Regions from separate parts of the Sus scrofa genome. Here region 2 is linked to region 1. Evidence: chromatin contacts called from public HiChIP or PLAC-seq data. All regions are on one chromosome and are shown on one strand. Each heading gives the region's core, a stretch centred on a gene start, on an enhancer-like site or on the middle of the called end of the contact. The rest is flanking DNA. Distances are from core to core; before and after follow the strand shown. Region 1 overlaps LOC110260821 (a long non-coding RNA gene). Region 2 has its middle 87 kb from the start of BTG1.

Region 1 (4,856 bases), core at 571-3,070:
ACTAAAACAATTACAAGGGGGTTTTGTTCATCTTTTAATAGAGCAAAGATATTTAATTACATTTTTAATAAACTATTTGAATTAAACATTTAACAAGTCATAGGGTAAATTAGGGAAGTTGAATAAGTCTGCCACAAATTTTTCAAGCTCACTTTGTCCAACAAAGTAAGTTCAGTGTCTTTCTTATAAAGTTAACTTTTGTGTCCACAAAGCTTAGGACATAGCAAATGCTTACTGAATGAGTACATGAAAAAACATGAGGAGTTGCCATCATGGCTCAGTGGTTAACGAATCCGACTAGGAACCATGAGGTTGCAGGTTCGATCCCTGGCCTTGCGTAGGCGTTGCTGTGAGCTATGGTGTAGGTTGCAGATGCAGCTTGGATCTGGTGTTGCTCTGTGGCTGTGGCGTAGGCCAGTGGCTACAGCTCCAATTAGACCCCTAGCCTGGGAACCTCCATATGCTGCAGGTGCAGCCCTAGAAAAGACAGAAAGACCAAAAAAAGAGATATGCCCTACCTAGACTATCTCCAATATCAGTGATGACTCTTAATTATGGTTAGTGTGTAAACTGGTTATCTCTGACTGTGTAACAAATCATTCCAAAATGTAACTGCTTCTGGAAGTTCCTGCTGTGGCTCAGGGGTTAACAAACCCAACTAGCATCCATGAGGACATGGGTTTGATCCCTGGCCTTGCTCAGTGGGTCAAGGATCCAGCGTTGCCATGAGCTGTGGTGTATGTTGCAGACACAGCTCGGATCCTGCGTTGCTGTGGCTCTGGCATAAGCTGGCAGCCACAGCTCCAACTGGACCCCTAGCCTGGGAACCTCCATATGCCGCAGGTATGGCCCCAAAAAAGACAAAAAAAAAAAAAATGTAACTGCTTCAAACAACACTTATCATGTCACAGTTTGAAACAATTAGAAGTTTGATGTGTATCTGAGTTTAGAGAATAATAGGTAATATTTATTAAGCACTAACTCTATGCCAGACTATTTCAGCAGCTGTATGTATTTATTTGTTTAATCTTCAGAACACCCTGTGGTGGTTACTCGTATTAACCTACCCTACAAATGCAAAAAAATGGGCATCGTGAGGTTGCCTAACTCAATGAAGGTCATACGGCCAATAAAAAGCAGGCCTGGGATTCAGACCCAGGCAGTCCAGCTCCAGAGGCCAAACTCCTAACCTCTAACAGACTGCTTACAAAGATAGGAAAAATAACAACAATCTACTCTTTGAAGATGAAGCTAATACAGTGAAGGCTCCCCCTCTCATCACTGTCATATATAGGTTACTTCATCTCCCCAAGACAGATGATTAGATTTGCAGAGACCTATCGTCCCAATGAGCATGACGGCTGCCCGTATTTGATGGTGAAATCAGTGGCCATGGGTCTGGTTTTCACGAATTAGCTCAAAGGAGTTCCAACCTATAACCTTAATAGTATTTGAACCAATGGACCAAACTGAATCTTATTCCATGTAAAAGATAAAGGATGCATTCATTAATGTAAAAACTGCAACCAGATCTACTGATAAAATGCCTAAACTCCTAGGAGGAAACAGTACCTACCCTCTCAGACCAAACAAAGACTAAAGGTGCTGGCAAGCCATTTAAAAAAGCCAATCTCCTATAAATGAGGGTCTTTATTCCTACCCTTCCCCTCCAAGAAACAGGAAAATCTCTCTCTCTCATTCTCACGGATATTTTGCACTAGAGGAAGCAAGTGCATGTTTTTTCGATCAAACCAAACAGGGTGGTAGGAACAATGGGTCTTGAGCAAGGAGGACTGAGTTCACGCCGCCAACTTGCTGACTCACTGACACAGCTCTTCACCACTCCTGGCAGCAACTTCCTCATTACAATAGCAAAAAATAACGAGAAATTCCCTGAGTGTAAAAAATCGACGATCCCTAGAAATGCATATACAATTGCCACTTCTTTTATTCAGGTGATAGATGCTATCATGCTTTGTAAGAGTCTGCTTATTAGCTACACAAGATTAAAAAATCTCACAAAACAGGATATGAGAATGTATCATTTATCAGAGGCCAGAGACAATGTCAGTTCTGAGAAAGACAGCAGCATTCAAAAACCCAAGACCTGCAGAGAGTTTCTCATTACTCTACTCTGTCACATGGCAGGGGAGTACAATACTAGATGACAACACAGATTCCACCTCCCTGCCCCCCTCCCACTACGTATTGGTCATGGAACTGGGGAGGGGGGCCCTGGTCACAAGGGACGTCTGAGAGCAGCAGCTGCTGAGGAAGTCAGAGCCCATCTTCCTACTTCGACTCATGGATATATGGAGCCAAATATGTTTTTGTTTAAGTTTTGTTATGAGAACTGCAGTGACGGGGATGAAGTCTATTAAGTAATAGGGAAAGAAGAATATGAGAAATAGAACCCTGCTGACATGACAAGTAGGAAGGGTTAGAGGCGGCTCGGGAAACGGGGATCACCACTGAGACTCCACGTCTGACGTAAGGGAAACATCAGTGCCCAGGGAGCGGGTGTACCTCGTACCTAACTGAACGATTCTAGGTAAGTCATCCTACCCCCTGTTTATGAAATGAGGAGGTTTTCTAACCGAGTCCTTAGCACAGTGGTGTCTCATGGAAAAACCAGGTGGGTGGAGAGAGACACAAACCCACGAGGGTCCTGCTCTCAACTCCCCACTTCCTCTTCCGACACAACCACTTTTGCTTTTCCCTGTTTTACACTGAAGTTGAACAAAAAAAAAAAAAAAAAAAAAAAAAAAAAAGTTTATTTTTTAACTTGTGCTATTTTAAAGAATAAAGTGTTTGAAAACACCTAGGCTGGATGACCTCAAACATTTCCAACTCTTTCCATGAGTCTACCCACATATTAACAAATAAGCAGGCATTCACTTGCTATCTCAATTCGTTTTCACACTCCTAGCAAACATCTCAGGGTAAATTCACAGCCATTCTTTGAATCTGACCTGTTTTTCCTCTTGTTCAGCTGTGGATTCTGCAGTTCCTTGACAAACACTTCTAAGTTATAAAAATCACCATCTCTCTCCACTAGAAAATGAAGTTGTCCACCACGTCTTCTGGCCATAAAACTGATGTGACTTTTTCTATCAACTTCCTCAACTCATTATTCCCCTTCTGCTTCACCACGTTCATAATGATGATGGTTATTATTCATGAGGGCATGGCAGAATCCCTGGGTGAGCATCCCTACCACCACACCTCAGCCTTTCCATCTCCGCTACCTGAGCAGAGCTTGGCAGCACCCTTCCCCATGGTCCGTCAAAATGTTGCCACTCTCTGATGAGTCCAGACTAGTCTTCTGTTTCCTTGGCAACCCAAAATACTTCACACAGTTAACAGAATCTTCTTTTGGGTAGGAAAGCAAAAGGCCTCCACGTGCTGGGAAAAGTTCAGATACGGGAGAAGAGACGATAAAGCCAAATTAAAGTAAAATGAGTAAACAGCAAAACAGTCTTCGTGCCTAGAATAAAATGAGAGACACTGGGAAGGGCCCACCATGCCACCAGGTGCAGCCATATAGTTCGACTCCATGGCAGTTAGGCCAGTCAGACCCACAAAACCTGCCCAGTCTTCATGAGGTTGTTTTCTTATGCCTAATGGATCCCAGAGCCCAACTGTGTCGACATCCCAGAGGGCATCTGAGTTTTTATCAGGCAGCTTTGGTTCCAGTATCATGGTCAGAGGAAGAAAGAGTAGCAACACTGTGTTCCAGTTTCTGGAATCTGTTCCAAGTTCTGATTACACAGACGGCTCCCTTCAAAGGTTAGTGCTTGTTCCATTTTGCAGTTTGGGGAATGACATATCCACTGCCACCCATGCTGAGACTTTTCTCCAACTCATTTTCTATACCTGAAAGATGCAGAGGGTCAGCAAATACGTGGCCTGCCCTCTGCCACCATTCCTCCTGCCTCCAACGTATTCACTGAAAAATCGATGACAGCAGTCTTTTCATTCAATCCAGATGTAGCCTCCAAAAGAGTTCTCTGAGCAGTCACTACAAATTAATCAGAGTTGACAGTTAAGATGAAACTTAGTCCTCACCCTTGTCGTGCCCTTGGCATTCACGGATATAATTCCATAATTTCAGTCGTTCAGAAGCGCCCTTCAAGATCACGGTCGCTTTGTTAACTTGGCTTAGCCATGTAGTGAAATCACTTATCATGAAAAGATCTCTCAACTGATGAAGGAGCCTAACCCCTCCCAATATCTACACCTCGACACAACTTTTTATCTTTATTTTCCTCACTCTCCAAAAAAAAAAAACTTTATGAGAAAAAAATATGGACTGTGCTAGCTAGTATTTATTAATTTGGAGATTTCATAAAGGTTCTAGATTTTTTTTACAATCCACTATTCTATGTACTACTATTAATGTCTAGGCACAACACCTCCTCAATTTCAAACTCATTTGTCCTCAACTATTTCTGTCTCAATCAATGGTATGAATATTCAAAAGGCTGTTCAGAGCAGAAACCTGGAGGTCAAGTTGCCCTCTTAACTCCCCATCCCGCATCCATGAGAAAATCCTACTGATTCTTTCTCAAAAAAGAGCGTGATCTGTGCACCAATCTTCCTCTTCCGCTGCTCCCATCTAGGTCAGGCCATGGCCATGGCTCCCTAGACTGCTGGTCCTGACTGACCTGGACCTCCTGCCCACTCCACGCGCTGTTCTGTAGTCACAGAAGTCATCGGAGAAGTGAATTTCATCACAGCATAACCTCCTCCCAGAAACTCCTTCACCACCAAATACATACTCAGGGACACTGAAAATCCTTCAGGGTTCGCCCGCTGAATGCTCAGAGTGTTGGTCTATAATGAACTGACATCGG
Region 2 (5,079 bases), core at 463-2,962, 460 kb before region 1:
TAAAGACTTTGTTACCGAACCCATAAATAGCCATGAAATATGAAATTTGCTGTTCATATTATGTAGCACTTTAAAATCTAGTGGGTCTTAAGAGAAAATATAAAAGTGGAAAACTGGATTTTTAAAAGAAGCTATTTCCCCCCTCCCCCATGCAACCTCTCTTCCCATCCCCAGGTAGTCACTCAAGAAAATAAAATACTTTAAAACAAAGAACAGGAGTTCCCATTGTGGCTCAGCAGTAGTGAACTGACTAGTGTCCATGAGGATGCAGGTTTGATCCCTGGCCTCAGTAGTGGATTACGGATCCAGTGTTGCTGTGAGCTGTGGTGGAGGTCGTGGTGGACACAGCTCAGCTCTGGCGTGGCTGTGGCTGTGGCACAGGCTGGCAGCTGCAGCTCCAATTCAACCCCTAGCCCCCTAGCCTGGGAACTTCCCTATGCTGTGGGGAAAAAAAAAAAAAAAATCTATAAATAAATAAAACAAAGAACAAATTAGAAATTGCATCCACTGTCATATTCTGGCTTTGTTTCTACCCGCCCTTTCTTTCTTTCTTTCTTTCATTCAACAAGGATTCATAGAACTTCCCTTTGACTAAGCACTGGAATAGAAAATAAAAGATGAGTAAGTTACACATAGCCCCCACCCAGAGCTGCTCATCTCTTAGTGAGAGTGACACACATAAACAAATACTTATGCTCTAAGGGCTACATAAAGACACAGCCTTATTGGAGCCCAAAATGCTGAGCTGTCTAGCATTGGGGGATTTGAAACAGTCTTTGCAGGGGAGGTGACATTTAACCTGCGTCTTAAAATATGAGTAAGAGTTGGCTAGGTGGCAGGATGGGAGTTGCGTGTGTATTTCAGAGAGGATGAAGCATTTGCTTTGACTGAAGCAGAGTGTGCACAGGGATGGATGGAGAGGTGGTGGAAGAGGCAAGGTAGGGGCCAGCCTTTCATGGCCCATATTCCATGCTGAGGTTTTCCAACCTTACTGCACGTGCAATGGAAAGCCACCAGAGATTCCTAACAAAGAAAGATTTTCAGGGCGTTCCCATGGTGGCACAATAAAAATGAATCTGACTAGTATCCATGAGGATGTGGGTTCGATCCCTGGCCTTGCTCAATTGGTTAAGGATCTGGTGTTGCCATGAGCTGAGGTATAGGCTACATACAAGGCTAGGATCCCGGGTTACGGTGGTTGTGGCGTAGGCCAGCGGCTGCAGCTCCTATTTGAGCCCTAGCCCGGGAACTTCCATATGCCGCAGGTGCTGCCCTAAAAAACAAACAAACAAACAAACAAACAAACATAAAAGATTTTCATACAAATGAGGTGGCACCACAGAGGAAAGATGAGAAGGTCCAGTTAGAGCGAGTACGTTACATGGCTCCACTCAATGACACCTGCTCCCTAACCAGGCCAAGCCGAGTTTCCGTACAAGGTGGATCTCATAAGTTACGTATCCTCTGTTTGTAATCACTATCCCATTCGTCTTTATTTATCTCCTCCTATCAGTCAGTCAATCAATCATTTCATCATTCAACAGACATTCGCTGAGCCCTTCTAAAATGTCAGGCACTGTGTGGGGCTGGCAATTAGCAGCACCTTCGAAGGACAGTGCTGAACGAACCGTGGCAAAGCTTACAGTCTAGCAGGGCTGACGGATCTGTTTAAATAGAAGCAACCGCAGGATGTGCAATGAGAACGATGGTGGGAAGTGATGGGGGTTTCCCTGAGGAAGTGACGGCGAGCTTGTGACCTGAAGGATGAGTAAGTCTAGCCAAAGCCCATGCGTTGGAGTAGAAGGGGGAAGAGGCAGACAGAGCTCAGCAAATGGGAAAGAGCCAAAGGCAGGAGAAAGCACGGCACCTGGGAGGAAGTGAAAGGCAGTCCCCCTGCCTGGAAATTCCACCAAGCTGGAGAGATGGGCTGTTCTCCAGCCTCACCACATACACACTGACCCCTCTGCGGGACTGTGGGAGCGGAGGTACATGCGTGTGTGAGGAGGGTTTTGAGGAGGCTCATCATTTCACGCCACTGTATTCACCTAGTGCTCAGGCAGGAGCTCTTATCTACATTTGCTGCTCATCTGCATCTTTAGAAATGGAAAACCGGAGGACAGAGAAAGATCTTAGAAACCATCCAGAACGGCACTTCTCAAGGTGTGCCCTGTGGACCGACCATGGCGTCCCTGAAGATGAGACCAGAAACCTGCCTTTTTTCATAAGCATCTTAGGGGATTCTTCAGTACCATCAAGATGGAAAACCACCAGGCCAGCTCAGCTGCCCCCATTTCCAAGTGAGCACATGAAGGAGTGAAGTACCGCCTTGTCCAAGGCGGCATCTTAACCTCAGCACGCCTGACATGTTGGACCACGTAATCCTTTGTTGTTGGGGGCTGTCCTAGGCCCTGTGGGACAGTTAGGAGCATCCCTGGCCATTATCAACCAGATGCCACCAACAGCCCTGCCGCTGCATCAACCAAAAATGTCTCCAGCCAGAGCCAACCATTCACTGGGGGACAAAGGCACCCTTGATTGAGATCCACTGTGCCAAGTCATCAGAGGCAGAGGCAGAGGCAGAGGCAGGGCAGTACTCAAGAGTCTGGATTCACAGCCCAGCCACCTTCCTGTGTCTACTGGATCCTCTTTGGCTGTGAGAAGCGGAGGAGAGGCCGGGTGCCCTGGGCCATCAACGCCAGGGGGTTAGCGCAGAGCTGAGGCCAGCACAGAGGACAGCATTGCTTTCTTCCGGGAAGCTGGGACATTACTTCTGGCTTTTTCCACGATTTCTTGTGAAGTTAGTCATTGCTATTTCTATTTCTCCACCTGTTTAAACCTGGATCTTCCAGGAGAACTGGCAGGATTTGGGTTGGCAACATCTTGGAAACCCACACAGAAAGGTGCCATCCAAAAAGCTTTTTTAACTGAGACTGATTTAAAGGTAGCCCTGTGTAGGAACCAAGAGTGTCGTGTTCTAATTTTAGCACTGTGCCAGGAAGAGGAGTGTGGTGGTGAGCAGTGGAAAAGGGAGCAGGAAATGCTGCTGCTGGTTCCCAGCTCCATTCCAAACTACCTTTGTGGTCTTTTGCAAATCACTTTGGCTTTCTGGTCTAGGAGACATTTCCTGTCAGATAAAGGCATGAAAATAGGTCACTACATCTAGGCTTGGACTCACCCTGAGCCCTCTGCCCAAGAGGACCTACCACTGGTCCTTCCAAACCCAAACTCTACCTTGTCTCCAAAATCCAGCTCAGCCATGATTCTTCATTTTCTTTAGCTACAATGCTGTTGTGGTTCCTCGTTCTCAAGGGAGGCACATGATTCAAGAATCAAGTGCCATGATATCTGTAACTTACTCTCAAATGCTTCTGAAAAATATATAATATGTATATGTATATATGTACATATTTTTAACACATGGGGGAAAGCAAATATACCAAGATATTACTAAACGTTGAATTTCACTGAAGGGTATATGGGCATTCACTGTATAACTCTTCCCTTTTTCTGCCTGTTTTAAATTTTTCAAAATCAAATGTTGGAGAGAGAAACAATTCTAATTCTATCTACTCCACAAAGCCTTTCCTGAATTAGCTGAAATAATTCCTCTGAATTCCCAGAGCACTTATGTACGCTGTGTTTATCACTTTCCACGTTGTATTGTAGTTAAGTACTCACATAGTGGGTCATAAAACTGCTAAACGCAATACTCAGCTATGCAGAGAACATTTGTGCCAAAACTGCTCTTTATTTAGGCTACAGCTCCTCTGTTCTTCCTCAGGAGACCCTGTGCTCTTGCAAGCAGGGGTGGGGGGAAAGTAAAATTTAGTCCAGTCTTGTTATCTCAGATTGATCATAGAAAGTAAACAGTCACTTTATTTATTTATTTATTTTTGGCCATGACTGCTGCATGCAGAATTCCCCAACCAGGGATCGAACCCACGCCATAGCAGTGACCTGTGCTGCTGCAGGGACAACACTGGATCCTTAACCCACAAGCGGTGCCACAAGCGAACTCCTAAACAGTTGCTTCAGGCAACTCAGTCACATTTGGATAAAGGCCAGACTTTAAATGTCCCCACTCCTGGAGTTCCCACTGTGGCTCAGTGGTTAGGGAATCCGAGTAGGAACCATAAGGTTTCGGGTCCGATCCCTGGCCTTGCTCAGAGGGTTAAGAATCCAGCATTGCCACGAGCTGTGGCGTAGGTCACAGACATGGCCCGGATCCCGCGCTGCTGTGACTCTGGCATAGGCCGGCAGCTGTAGCTCCAGTTGGACCCCTAGCCTGGGAACCTCCATATGCCGCGGGTGTGGCCATAGAAGAGACAAATAAATAAATAAATAAATGTCCCCACTCCCTCTTTATTTCCCCAGAATGGCATTTAGGGGCAGGACAGAAACTGGGTTCAGGAAACATCATGGGAACTCTGAAGATCAAGTTACAAACCTGGCCCATACTAGTTAGTACTAGTTAGTGGACCTCTCATGCAGATGTTAACTCTGCACCTGGCGACAAGGTCCTTGAGGGACATTTCCGAGTTAGGAGAATCAGTAGATAAAAGTTTCATCTCTGTGTGACCCGAGGGCCTGGGCAGTGTTTTATAATTCTGTAATTATAAACCCTGACATCCGCATGCTCTCTGCCCTGTTGCCTCTACCTCCACAGGGACCCCTGCTATCATCCCTCACCGAAATGTCAAAAAGTGATAAACAACAATTTGATATGAATAGTAACTAATGTACCAAGTGCCCAGTATGAGCCAGGCTCTGGGCAAAGCTCTTTGCAAAGTAATATTTCATGTCATCCTCAAAAAATCCCGAGGAGTTGGTACTATAACTGTCTTTTTTTGGTTTTGATTTTGTTGTCGTTTTGTTTTGTTGTGGCCTCGCCCACTGCATGCAGAAGTTCCTGGGCCAGGAACTGAACCCACGCCACAGGAGCAACCTGAATTGCAGCAGTGACAATGCCAGATCCTTAACCTGCTGTGTCACAAGGCAATTCCTGTAATTATCTTATAATAAGGACAGTGATTGGTCTCTTCTTTGCCTGATGACTGAATCAGTCTTTTTTTTCAAACT

Evidence for each region. HiChIP or PLAC-seq counts read pairs in DNA pulled down with a chosen protein or histone mark.
Region 2: an H3K27ac HiChIP or PLAC-seq map of alveolar macrophages shows a contact between it and region 1. The contact joins two enhancer-like sites. A contact is called at or near these places in 1 of 47 Hi-C or Micro-C datasets (fetal liver) and 1 of 2 datasets of contacts at active chromatin or transcription factors (alveolar macrophages).

The regions. Positions count from the first base shown.
Region 1 is chr5:90,435,670-90,440,525 of Sscrofa11.1, reverse strand. LOC110260821 (a long non-coding RNA gene) reads right to left here. Exons shown (of 3, transcript XR_002344330.1): 1 at 2,973-4,856. Among named protein-coding and RNA genes, the nearest start is that of PLEKHG7, 120 kb to the right of the region's middle. Within about 2 kb of position 1,820, at least 20 of the 83 cell types and tissues checked have an H3K27ac peak or open chromatin away from gene starts, as enhancers often do. A contact at or near this core is called in alveolar macrophages, where this site is marked.
Region 2 is chr5:90,899,609-90,904,687 of Sscrofa11.1, reverse strand. No RefSeq gene overlaps it. Among named protein-coding and RNA genes, the nearest start is that of BTG1, 87 kb to the right of the region's middle. Within about 2 kb of position 1,712, at least 19 of the 83 cell types and tissues checked have an H3K27ac peak or open chromatin away from gene starts, as enhancers often do. A contact at or near this core is called in alveolar macrophages, where this site is marked.